Regions from separate parts of the Alosa sapidissima genome. Here region 1 is linked to region 2. The links are chromatin contacts, called in public Hi-C maps. All regions are on one chromosome and are shown on one strand. Each heading gives the region's core, a stretch centred on a gene start, on an enhancer-like site or on the middle of the called end of the contact. The rest is flanking DNA. Distances are from core to core; before and after follow the strand shown.

Region 1 (5,522 bases), core at 884-3,383, 200 kb after region 2:
GAGATGAAGTGCTATGGTCTTCTTACCTTCTCCGTCAAAGTGTGAGTGGAGAGCAGTCCTCTCCGTTTGTCCCATTCCATGCGATTTAATTCACCTCCCGCTACACTTGCCCAATACTTCCCCGATCATGCACAATCGGTGACGAGGAAATCATTATTGCCAATAATAGACTATCAATGAGTATTGACGTCAGTGAAATCCTTTTCCCTTAAGGTATCCCTCGAAACTATAGTAAACCGCGCCGGGGCACCTAACGTTTACAGCGTCCTATAGAAAGAATAGCAATCATAGCCTAATTAGCCATTGATGGACAGAATGTTAGTTAATCCATGGACGAAAAAGGCTGTCATTTGCTGCGCTATTTTAGGAATTAATAAATATTAGACTACTCAGTCTGTTGAAAATGTGTTCCGGCTATTGCGAGCTTGCTGCTGTTTATTCAACATTACCTACAGCCGATAATAATGATGCTGATAATATGATCATGATGGGACTTTGGTCTCTGGTTACTATTAGATTTACTGATGCTACAATTGTCAATGTCTTGGCCAGCTAATTAGAACTGGTGCAATTTTAGAAAATAAAAGCATTACTTGTCAATTGCAGCTTACAGACTTTGAGCAAAAGTAGGGCTTGTAGTGTCATTGTCACCATCATTATTATTTCTTCATGTAGCCTATTGGCTTTTTTCACTTTCCAGACTCTGCATTGGCCCAGTGTGGAGCAGCGTCATTATTCTTCCCTATCAAGGGGCTCTCTTAGCGTCACAACACGTGACCATGTGCACACACAGAGTTTTTAGCAGCGCCTACAGCGATCCCTTTCGGCTTACCAGAGACTTGAACTACCCAACGCGAGGAAAAAATCATCCTGGAGATAGAACTAGAATATGTGTGTATTCATGGAAACTTGGACTCAATAAATATTCACATTACCTCTGTCACAGGAGGATGAACTGTAATATGTGATTAGTGTTTTAACAGATCTACACCAGCCGGTCTGTGGGCTGATGTATATGCAACAAGATACTTTTATTAATTTTAGGAAATTACATTCACTGTCATAACCTAAAAGATAAACCTAAACATGAAAAAGAGTCAAGCTACTTGTACAATACAATAATAACATAATTTATTAAAAAACGATTAGCAATAATAATATTATTATTAATAATAATGGTGTTGGTACTTTTGTTGTTGCTGGGTATACCATACGACCAGACCGCTGAAGGAATATCAAATAATAAAACAGGATATGTCGCACTGAATTAGATAAGTGGATATATAGGCTATATTCCAGTCGAGAAATATATCTGTTGGGATGATAAGAGATTACAACCACTGGTCCACGTGGATTTGGCGTGTTCCATGTGGTCCTAATCTGTCAGTGTTTAGGGATCTGGGGTTGAAATGGGGGGGAAGGCTGCCTATTTCCCCCGTCTTCTTCCTTGAAAATGGCCGAGCAAACGTATAGCCTACTACTTAACACCTGTAGGAAGTTACTGGTATTTCGTATGAGTTAAAGTAGTTTACATTCAGTCCCACTTACATGGAATAACCAGAAGTAATCATTGTTGAACCACTGTTGCTTTCTGTCGTCTTTTTAAAGGCCTGCTCGCACATTTTGTCTTTGCTTGGTAAATGGTCACAAGCTTCCCACTTAGCGATTTCCAAGAATGTCGAGAACAAATAACACGATTCTATAATAGCACATTATTTGGTAAGGTACCAAAAAATCACACAATATAAAAGTCGACAGATTAATTATAAGTATATATTTATGAAATGCGTGTTTTAAAATAATGACAAAATGAGCGCATGTACGCAGTAAAAACCTGCAAGACGACGAACCATCATGTTGTACATGGAGCGGTTTTTCCTCTCGTATTTGGCAAGCGCGTCCTGGCAGACAACAGCCCATTTGTTATTAATCAAGTGTGAAAGTGACGGCTTCATGTATTTAGAAAATGAGGAAAGTTGGAGTTGATCTACTGACTCGCATGAGATCGACATCCAGGGGCTGGCGCACTTGAGTCTAAAGCAATGAGGCTTGTTAGAAGAAAAAATAGGGTGGAGAGAGAGGGAGAGAGAGAGAGAGAGAATCGATTTAGGCAGGGCTGTGGTAGCCCCGCATAAGCTTGCCTTTTCCTTCGATGACTACACCCCAAGAGGAGGAGCGTGAAGCACGTAGTAGGCGTCAGAATCCTCAATTTCCAACTTAGCATCCTGGCAGGACATTTTCCCAAGCAAAGCCCCCATCTGAAGGCAAAAAACTTCTGCACGGCACGAGAGAGCGAGACAGCAAGTGAGCTAGAAGGAAAAAGGGACCAAGACCAAAAAAGCGAAAGCAAACACAAGCGACCAGCCGAACTGCTGACAACGACCAGTTAACACGTTTAAAGTCTTATGTGCTCGTTGGTATTCTCATTTTAAACTGCAATCACATCGAAAGGGGACAGACGTGAGTCTGTTGATTCAAGACTCTATGACTGAGCACGGAGAGTGCATGTGAGAATAGAAGGGAAAGTGCGCAAGTTAGTGGCTTTTTTTTCGGGGTTTCACGATGGCGTATCCTCAGGGTTACTTGTATCAGCCATCCGCTTCCCTGGCACTGTATTCGTGTCCGGCGTACAGTACCAGCGTGATTTCGGGACCCCGAACGGAGGAACTTGGAAGATCATCCTCGGGGTCTGCTTTTGCTCCTTATGCCGGATCTACTGCGTTTACCACCGCTTCGCCTGGCTACAATTCCCATCTGCCGTACAGTGCAGACGCAGCGGCGGCTGCCACCTTTACTTCATATGTGGTGAGTGTGGTAGAACGATCAGTTTGATCATTTGGACAACAAAAAGTATGAAAAACTTTGTCATGGTTTTTGTTATCCGAATGTGTTTGCGATTTAGGTAGAAGAATAGCGAACATGTCGTCTAAATATTGTCATCTCCCCCATATAGCATTGTGTTTTGCTCAATGCGTGTGTTCTACAGAGACTACGAGTAAGGATTTGACACAAATAATTAATTAGTATTGATAAATTGATATCAATGATATAGCAAAACTACAAACTTCAGTGAGATCTTTGTTGAATCCTTGCATTTTTGCATAATGCACCTTGTCTGCTGTAAACGACATACGCACATTTTGTGTTATTATTAATCACCGCAAGAAAGCGACCAGTAAAGGTTAATAGGAACCACAGGACCATGCCCAGTGCGTTCATGTTTTCAGTTAATTCTAAAGGAAAATACATATTTGTTTTGACCTCATGCAAATACATTTTTACTCACTTATCCCAACATCTGGGAAAACATACGTGTATCAATTTAAAGAACGTCTAAGCTAGAAATAGATTATTCTGTTCATAGTGAATTTTACTGTTAATATTTTGCTCAAGTAAAAAAAAATAGTTAATGCTTAACTTATGACAATATAAAATCATCATATGTATTGTTAAAAATAGGCCTACAAATCTCAAACCCATGTGTCATAAAATTGCATTATGATTTAAGCCTGGATAAAAATGTTTTATCCAATTCATACCTGCTGTGATCATGCTTGCATATATTTTGTTTACTTTGCATGCAACCTGTGTGTGTGTGTGTGTGTGTGTGTGGTGTGGTGTGGTGTGGTGTGTGTGTGTGTGTGTGTGTGTGTGTGTGTGTGTGTGTGTGTGTGTGTGCGTGCGCGTGTGTGTGTGTGTGGTGAGTGTAAGAGTTTGTATTGTAGGGAAACACAGGGTCATGTCAAAGTGTACACTGCCTTCTCCTATTTTAGAAATGGCGATTTAAGCTGAAAAAAAATATTTTCTATTCTAGAGTTCGCCCTACGATCACACCTCCGGCATGGCTGGTTCGATAGGCTATCACCCGTACGCTGCTCCCTTGGGTTCCTATCCGTATGGTGACCCTGCTTACCGAAAGAACGCGACTCGGGATGCCACTGCCACACTCAAAGCGTGGCTTAACGAGCACCGGAAAAACCCGTACCCCACCAAGGGTGAAAAGATCATGCTGGCCATTATCACCAAAATGACCCTCACTCAAGTGTCCACCTGGTTCGCCAACGCCAGGAGGAGGCTAAAGAAAGAAAACAAGATGACCTGGACACCTCGGAACCGGAGCGAGGACGAGGAAGAGGATGAGAACATTGATCTGGAGAAAAACGACGACGACGAGCCTAACAAGCCTTCAGACAAGGGAGACTCGACAGATACTGAGTCGGGTGTGTAGAAAAAATCATCAATTTTTCATCGCAGTCGTTTCCACTCAGGGCGCAAAATTGATTGCTGGTTAATGGTGGTATATTATTTATAATGGGACAATTGCTTTAAATAATAATCACCTTGAACTCCCCTAATTTGACTTCTTGTGGGCTGAGAATTGCTGGTGACGTATAGTGTTTGCAGTCCATTTATCTTGGGCTGAATAATGAGGCCACAATCTTTGCATTATGCCTCCAGTATTATCATGATTGCTTTATTGCCATTATAACCCATATCACATTGTTTACTTATTTTACGGTCCTTTTTCTCTTTATTGATATGATTTATATGAAATAATAGCCCTATGCCAGAGTTTTTTTTTTTTTTTTGCTTTGCTTTGTTTGTTTTTCAGATGTTATTTTCAATACATCAAACATGCATGTCAAAACGTGCAGAATTTTACAATTTTAACACTTTCTATTTGTTTGTGTTTTTGCAGACAATAAACTGATAAACCCAGGGGACATTTGCGACAGATTCAAAGATGAAAGTCATGTGAAGGAAATGGATCCTCTTTTAACCAACACGGAATTAAAAGAGTCAGAGGACCGGACGGAACTGCTGCCCGAGTCGGCTAAGCCCACCACCTCCTCCCCGTCTACTGTGCCTCGGGGGAATGAGATCATTGCGCAAGAGAAGCAGTCAGATTTGGGCCACGCACCGAGCACAGTGAACAGCAACGTGACGTCTGTTATCCATTCGCCCCCGTCAGCCCCCAAACCGAAACTTTGGTCTCTAGCCGAGATCGCGACATCCTCAGACAGGTGTAAAGGCAGCAGCGAGGGCCCGCAGGCCACGGTGATGGGTCAAAGCACAGTAATCGCGACCAACGCTGCGTCGCCATCTCGATCATCATCCCAATGTCCCCTCCCAAATAGCACGGTTCTCTCCAGGCCCATCTACTACACCTCCCCCTTTTACCCCGGTTATACGAACTATGGCACTTTTGGACATCTTCACAGCAATCACGGATCCAACACGGGCTCTACGCCACACTTCAATGGATTAAACCAGACTGTATTAAACAGGGCCGAGGCTCTGGTAAGAGAGAGCAAACTCAGAAGCCAAACACAGGTAGATCTTTGTAAAGACTCCCCTTATGAACTAAAGAAAGGTATGTCAAACATTTAATACTGGATTACTCCCCAGTCACCCGGACTATTATTTATTATTATTTGTGGTTGCATAAAAAAGGAGAAGCAAGAAATAATTATACTGTTAAAGAAAATTCTGAGGACAGTTATTTTCTCAGTAAATGCTTA
Region 2 (6,052 bases), core at 2,034-4,533:
AAAAAGGAAAAACTCACAGACTACATGTTCATACATTATAACATTAGCAGTTTTACACTGGACATGCTTACAAGGTAAGTATACAGAGATGTAATATTCTTATTTTACATTCCTTACAACAGATTCAAAGGAAATAGAAAAATCACAAGAGACCCTACGAGGAGGAGAGCGCGGATAGAACCATCGCCGCTTCGAGTTGGTTCTGAGGCCTGCAATATACAGAAAATAGAGTAGAAATATGTAAAAAAAATCTTCGTTTTGAGATTCAGGAAAGAAAATTACAATTTGAATTGCAGCGTCGGTTTTCAACTATAGTAATTATTTCCAATTGACGCATTTTTGTTTTATGACCTAATGAAAAACTGACTTGATTTGCACGACAACAAAAAAGTGAAATGACGTTTAAGGTCACAGATTGATACAGCGTACAAAACTGACTGCACCTATTTTAGGCCCTAATTTTATATGTCGATAAACTATGAACAGTGAGAAAGACAATAAATAAATTCACTGGTAAATAATGGAAACTCAATTAAGCATGGTGACTCTGGTCTTACCGTCTTTGAACTGGATGGAAGGCTGTTTTTAACAACTTTTTCTCTGCTTCCAAGGCACTAGATCTTTCTGAAATTATAGTAGTAAAGCAAAGAGAAAGACATTAATTGTAATGTCTAGCTAAATCTAAAAGTACGCAATTGTTATTATTTTCGCTGAAATACCAGTCTGTAATATTAGATAAGTACTACAAAAGCCTACCCCTTAAAATTAGGGGATATTAGGCCTACTAGATACAGTTTCAAAATATGAACACATATAAAAAATAATAATAAAATAAAACAAAACACTTGCAATAGTTTGTGGGAGACGTGATAAAGGCCTACAGCTCAGAATTACAGGCCTCCTTTCTCTTTGTCTTTCACTTTTCAGAAGACACTGAAGATTTCTCTGTCAGCTTTTTTTTAAACACATATTTTAAACACCGCTTTAAAAATCAGAAATAGGCTATTTACTGGTGTTCCTCGTGTGATTCAATGTTGAATTGAATTGAAGATTTTAAACAAGTGTTGTTTCTACATGTGTGTAGCAGTCAATAACTGAGTCTTTTTTTAGAGAAGCAATCTCTGATCTGAAACATGTGCAACCGTTTCAGCCACATCCTAATGTTGATGACATGTACCTGTAACAGCTGAGTCTGAATTATGACTCTTCTCTTCCGCGTGTCTGCTGTACAGAGCTAGGCCGTTCGCCGTGGCTTGGTTTGCCAGTCCGAGGTAATGGTTTGAGTTAAGTAACGCAAGCTGATGGGCTGAGAAAGCTCGATTTGTCCAGTTCTGGATTTTCCCAACAGGGCATGAGATGAGTCTGTGTGGAGCGATGATGGTCTGGGCAGCAGGCCCAGCAGAGCTCCCATTCATTAGTGGAGATTTTCTAGGATTGTCCGGGGTTGTAGCTGTCTCAGCCAGCGACCAAATCTTTGGTTTCTGGGCTGGGGCCGCGTTGTTTTCTGACGGGGGCGAGTTGGTGGACGCGGGGTTCAGTTTCATTTGGTCGCCGTTTGGCTGTGGCGCTTTGATTTCAAATGAGTGGTGGTGGTGGTGGTGATGGTGGAAGTGATCATCCCGCTCCACGTGAATCTCCTTGCCCTCTTTCACCACAGATTTTAGAAACCTTTGGTCTGCCCCCTGTAAATCCTCATAGCCGTCCGAAATTTCCGAATCGCTTCTGCCGTCTTTCAAATCGGCGTTCAGTTCGTCCTGGTCGTCCAAATCATCCTTGTTTTCGATATTTTCCGTGTCAATATTTTCTAAATCGATTTCTTCCTCGTCTTCCCTCTTGTCCCCCTCGTCTCCCTCATGATCGCTGCTGTAAACATTTCCTTCTTCATCAGTGCGGGTCCTCGGGGTCCAAGTCATCTTGTTTTCCTTCTTTAGCCTCCTCCTGGCGTTGGCAAACCAGGTGGACACTTGAGTGAGGGTCATTTTGGTGATGATGGCCAGCATGATCTTCTCCCCCTTAGTAGGATACGGGTTTTTCCTGTGCTCGCTCAGCCAGGCCTTCAGGGTGCTGGTGCTCTCCCTGGTTGCATTTTTGGGTCTGGATGGATCACCAAACTGATACTGGCCGTACGGATAGAAGGCTGGGTGGTGAGCAAAGCCAGGGTGCTGAATGCCTGGGCTGTCTTTCAGCTCGTACTGAGCACCCTAAAACACAAAGAGCAAACCCAGACGGGACTTCAGACAAAGTGCACATAAATGATTCACAGTTGACTCAGCTCCAAGCATGATCTTAGACTTAAACAATAGCGTTGTAATTAGTCTAAATAAATAAATGATTCGCGTTTGGAAAGATTAAGGACGAGTCTGACAAAAGTAGCCCATGTCACTTTTTACCCCCGGGAATAAAGTAATATGGTAAAGTCACAGCATCCATCTAATATAATATTTTCTTGTCGTATGCTTAAAATGAGTGTTTTTGTGAAAACAATGTCCCGTTTCCAGTCCTCACCGCAATTTTGCTGATCATGGCAATACGAAGCTGGTGTTTATGTTTAGATACGAACAACATTGGTTGGGATCAAATCGCAGTGGTAATAGAGTCTAGTGAAATGTAGTCATTTGCTGATCAAGTGCGTAAGGATAGATCTCTGATATTAACCACTCTTACGCAAAAATAATTTCACCACAAAAGTTAACTTTCTTCATGTAAACTAATAGCTACACAATTGGACCATCGTAAAGTTATTAAAAAAAGGCATAGTATGAGTTCGTTTTTTCCCCCAAAAGTTACTATTGTTGACTTTTGCCAGAGTAAGAAGCGGCAACTTACCAACTGGTTGAAAATGGAGAGATCATTAGAATAAGGAAGAAAGGCTCCATAGCCCTGCGCTGCAGCGAAAGGTGATCCGTACATAGTTGAGAGAACGTTGGAGAGAGCTCCGGACGGGCTCAACTCTGTCCCGGGTCGGGCGCTTGCGATCCCCTGACGGTCCTGTGGGTATATCGGTCGGATGTACTGATATCCCAGCTGCGGGAAAGACATTGTCGCGGGGAAAAAGCGTGCTGCAATCACGAAAAACGGGAAGTCACCCTCTTAGTGCGTTCTAAGATATCCACTGTACAGTGAGTACAAAGTGTAAGGGAAGTCTATATTTCCTCTGAAACAGCCAGTGTAAATGATCCGATTGCGCTTTCCTCCCTCACTTCCCTATTGATCTGAATGGACTAAGGTCAGGTCCTTACAGATTGCCTTAGATTATTGGGACTCCTTGCTCTGATTGACATTTCTAGTCGTTCAGAAGCCCCTCCTATTTCTCAAGTCTCACCCCACATACACCCTCTCGCGCGTCTCTCTCTCTCTCTCTCTTTCTCTCTCTCTCGCTTTCTGTCCTGTATTTCGTCTGGATAACTGCACTGACGTCGCGATCTCTTATTTGAATGGATTTCAAATCTCATTTTATGGCTCGCCAATCATTTCATTTGTTATTTGTTCACCGGTTTAGACCTACCCCATTTTAGCGTTAATTCACAATTTGTGGCGATCCACAAACTTGCTAAACATCTCAGTCTTATGGAGTCATTAGTTTACTGGAGGTCTTGTCTACATTTGAAAGTGCATATGTCCCATGTGAGTGCCTCGACTCATTTGCTACACGTTTTTACTATTTTTTTATAATAATGTCAAATTCGGAAAAGTTTTACGTCTTTTAAGCATAGATTATTCAAATAGCCTAAGTGGGGTGGGCAACAAATTTATTTCTGCATAAATTAGATACACGCGATTTACACGCGACTCTTAATCCATTAGCGTTGTTAAAGTGAGACTGCGAACAGTTTCTCTGGTATAGTCCGACATCAAAGAGGAAGCTGACAAGAAATCAAGCTCGGTGATTAGCGCCTATGTGAACACATGGACTCACAGCGTCCTCACACAATAAACATTGTTGTGGATTGGAGAGTGTTGATTGCTTTATGCAACAATAAACATATTATTATTATTATTATTATTATTATTATTGTTATTATTATTATTATTATTATTATTAGCCTATTTTTTTGGAGCATGGTATTTTTCATCAGTGTTGTACACACATGTTGACAACCTAATGTGAAATATTGTGCATTCACGTGTAAGGGTTAGCGTTCTTCGAAAACATCTTTTCAGGCGATTAACCTTAAAGATTACCCCACAAATGTCTATTGGGTGAATTTGATATAACCCCTCGACTTTTTGTACATGGGCTAATACGGATTAAGACAGAGCAAGATAATCAGAATTGAAATTCTCTGAATCAATATATGAAAATATGTAACGGACATTCATAATCGTATTATTTTTCGACTTGCTATCGTCATATGTTTGTTAATCGTCTGCCAAACAGCGACACAGTTGAATAATTTCTCGTTTTCAGTATATTTGATAAGTCGCAATTCGGTACTGACATCAAGATCTCATCAACTTCAGTTTGGATTTGGGGATATGATCTGGTTTTAAGGTTTCCAAGAAGTATGAACCTTTAATCTTCTTTCCAACTGATAGTTATCATTGTTTTATACCTACCAAAGCTGATATGCAGGCTATTATTTCAGTATAACCTACCATATGTTATTAGACTATCTGTGTTCCAAGAAGAGACCTTAGGATTTTTGTTTTCATAAACGTTCTGCCATTTTGACTTTGAACAGAATCCAGGATTAGAGGTTATTAATTAGCGGCTCTGAGGTGGTGCCATCCACGCTACAGCTCACGATAATAACCACTACGCAGTCAACAATACTCGTAACAACATTCTGCTTATGATGAAATTCAAACAATGTCGTTGACCAAAGTATAAATTGTCATGGGCATAGTGTGACAAGGAAAGTGGTTTATATGAAGCACGGAAAACGTAGGCTATAGCTAAACTCATGTGTAGCTGTTTATCCACACTTTGAACCACTGCAACGGATAGTTTGCACCGAGGTCGGATTATAAATCAAAGACACACAGTAAGGAGGCAGCCTTGTGCATGCGAATGAATTCAGAGGCAGGCGACCCGTATGTGTGTTGGTATCCGCACTTCAACCCACAGAGTTCGGATGGACACGTGTCTCATCCCTGGGACCTGTCAGGGCCCCAAGGGTTGGCTCTGATTTATTACCCCAATCACACACACATGCACTAACTTAACACTTTCACACCGATCCGGGAAACTGGCACAGCCATAAAAGCATTAGGACAGCTCCCTCCTCTCCACACACAGCATTTCAGATAACCTGTCCCGCCACATGTCCGGTGCGCAGAGCTCTTTTGTGCCAGCTGTAAATGACCGAATTTTACCATGGTAGTTGTGATATAACTAGGCTATTATGAATATCGGTGGATGCTGAATGCTGTGTTTATCTAAGGTAACAGTTCCTCTGTTAAGGAAAACCATCTTAAATGGTTTTAAAAAATAAAATGATAATATAATTGGGCTTTGCCGTTCTGATATGACTATGCGTAACAAAGTGGTTTGATGACTTATTTTGTTATGCTCACTGGATAACAACAGCCCCCCCACCCCCACCATGACCGGAGACGTGGACTAGAGCTTGTGACTAGAGTGGTGACTTCGGAGATCCCTTTATGGGCAATTATGCAGGTGACACAAATGCTCCAACAAGTATCAAAATAAACTAGAATAGGCGTTTTGCTTTAGAGTGGGTTCCTCGTGCAATACACAAGACGCCTGCGACACCTCGCAAATGATGAAATGCCAAAGAAACAGGCGAGATCAAAGGCTTCAAACGGAGGCTCTTCAAATTACACATTTAGATCTTTTCCATACAGCCAAGGCGACAGAAAACAAGTAACACATACCCAATCACACATGGAATCCATTAAGACGAGTCTTCTGATCAAAATCAGTTAATTGTGGCAGCAAAATATTTGAAAAGAAAACACAATTAATGACCCTTAGTGTTAAGGTTGTTAGTATGGGGGATGGAGAACCAATAGCTCAGTGGCGAAGTGGCTCAAATAACATTTTCTAGCATACTTCCTCAACAAACAGGACATTATTTAATATTTTCTT

The links. Hi-C and Micro-C count contacts between places; a contact is called where the count stands out from the background.
Region 1: a contact with region 2 is called in a Hi-C map of muscle, with 15 times the contacts expected there. The contact joins the promoter of irx5a here to the promoter of irx3a in region 2. A contact is called at or near these places in 2 of 2 Hi-C or Micro-C datasets (both in muscle).

The regions. Positions count from the first base shown.
Region 1 is chr14:7,731,033-7,736,554 of fAloSap1.pri, forward strand. irx5a (iroquois-class homeodomain protein IRX-5a) reads left to right here and starts at 2,134. Exons shown (of 3, transcript XM_042061319.1): 1 at 2,134-2,805; 2 at 3,815-4,220; 3 at 4,700-5,522. The coding sequence starts at 2,563. The coding sequence ends at 5,391. The region is part of intron 2 of LOC121681530 (a long non-coding RNA gene); the gene reads right to left.
Region 2 is chr14:7,529,667-7,535,718 of fAloSap1.pri, forward strand. irx3a (iroquois-class homeodomain protein IRX-3a) reads right to left here and starts at 3,284. Exons shown (of 4, transcript XM_042062338.1): 1 at 2,827-3,284; 2 at 1,178-2,201; 3 at 558-624; 4 at 1-209. The coding sequence starts at 3,039. The coding sequence ends at 155.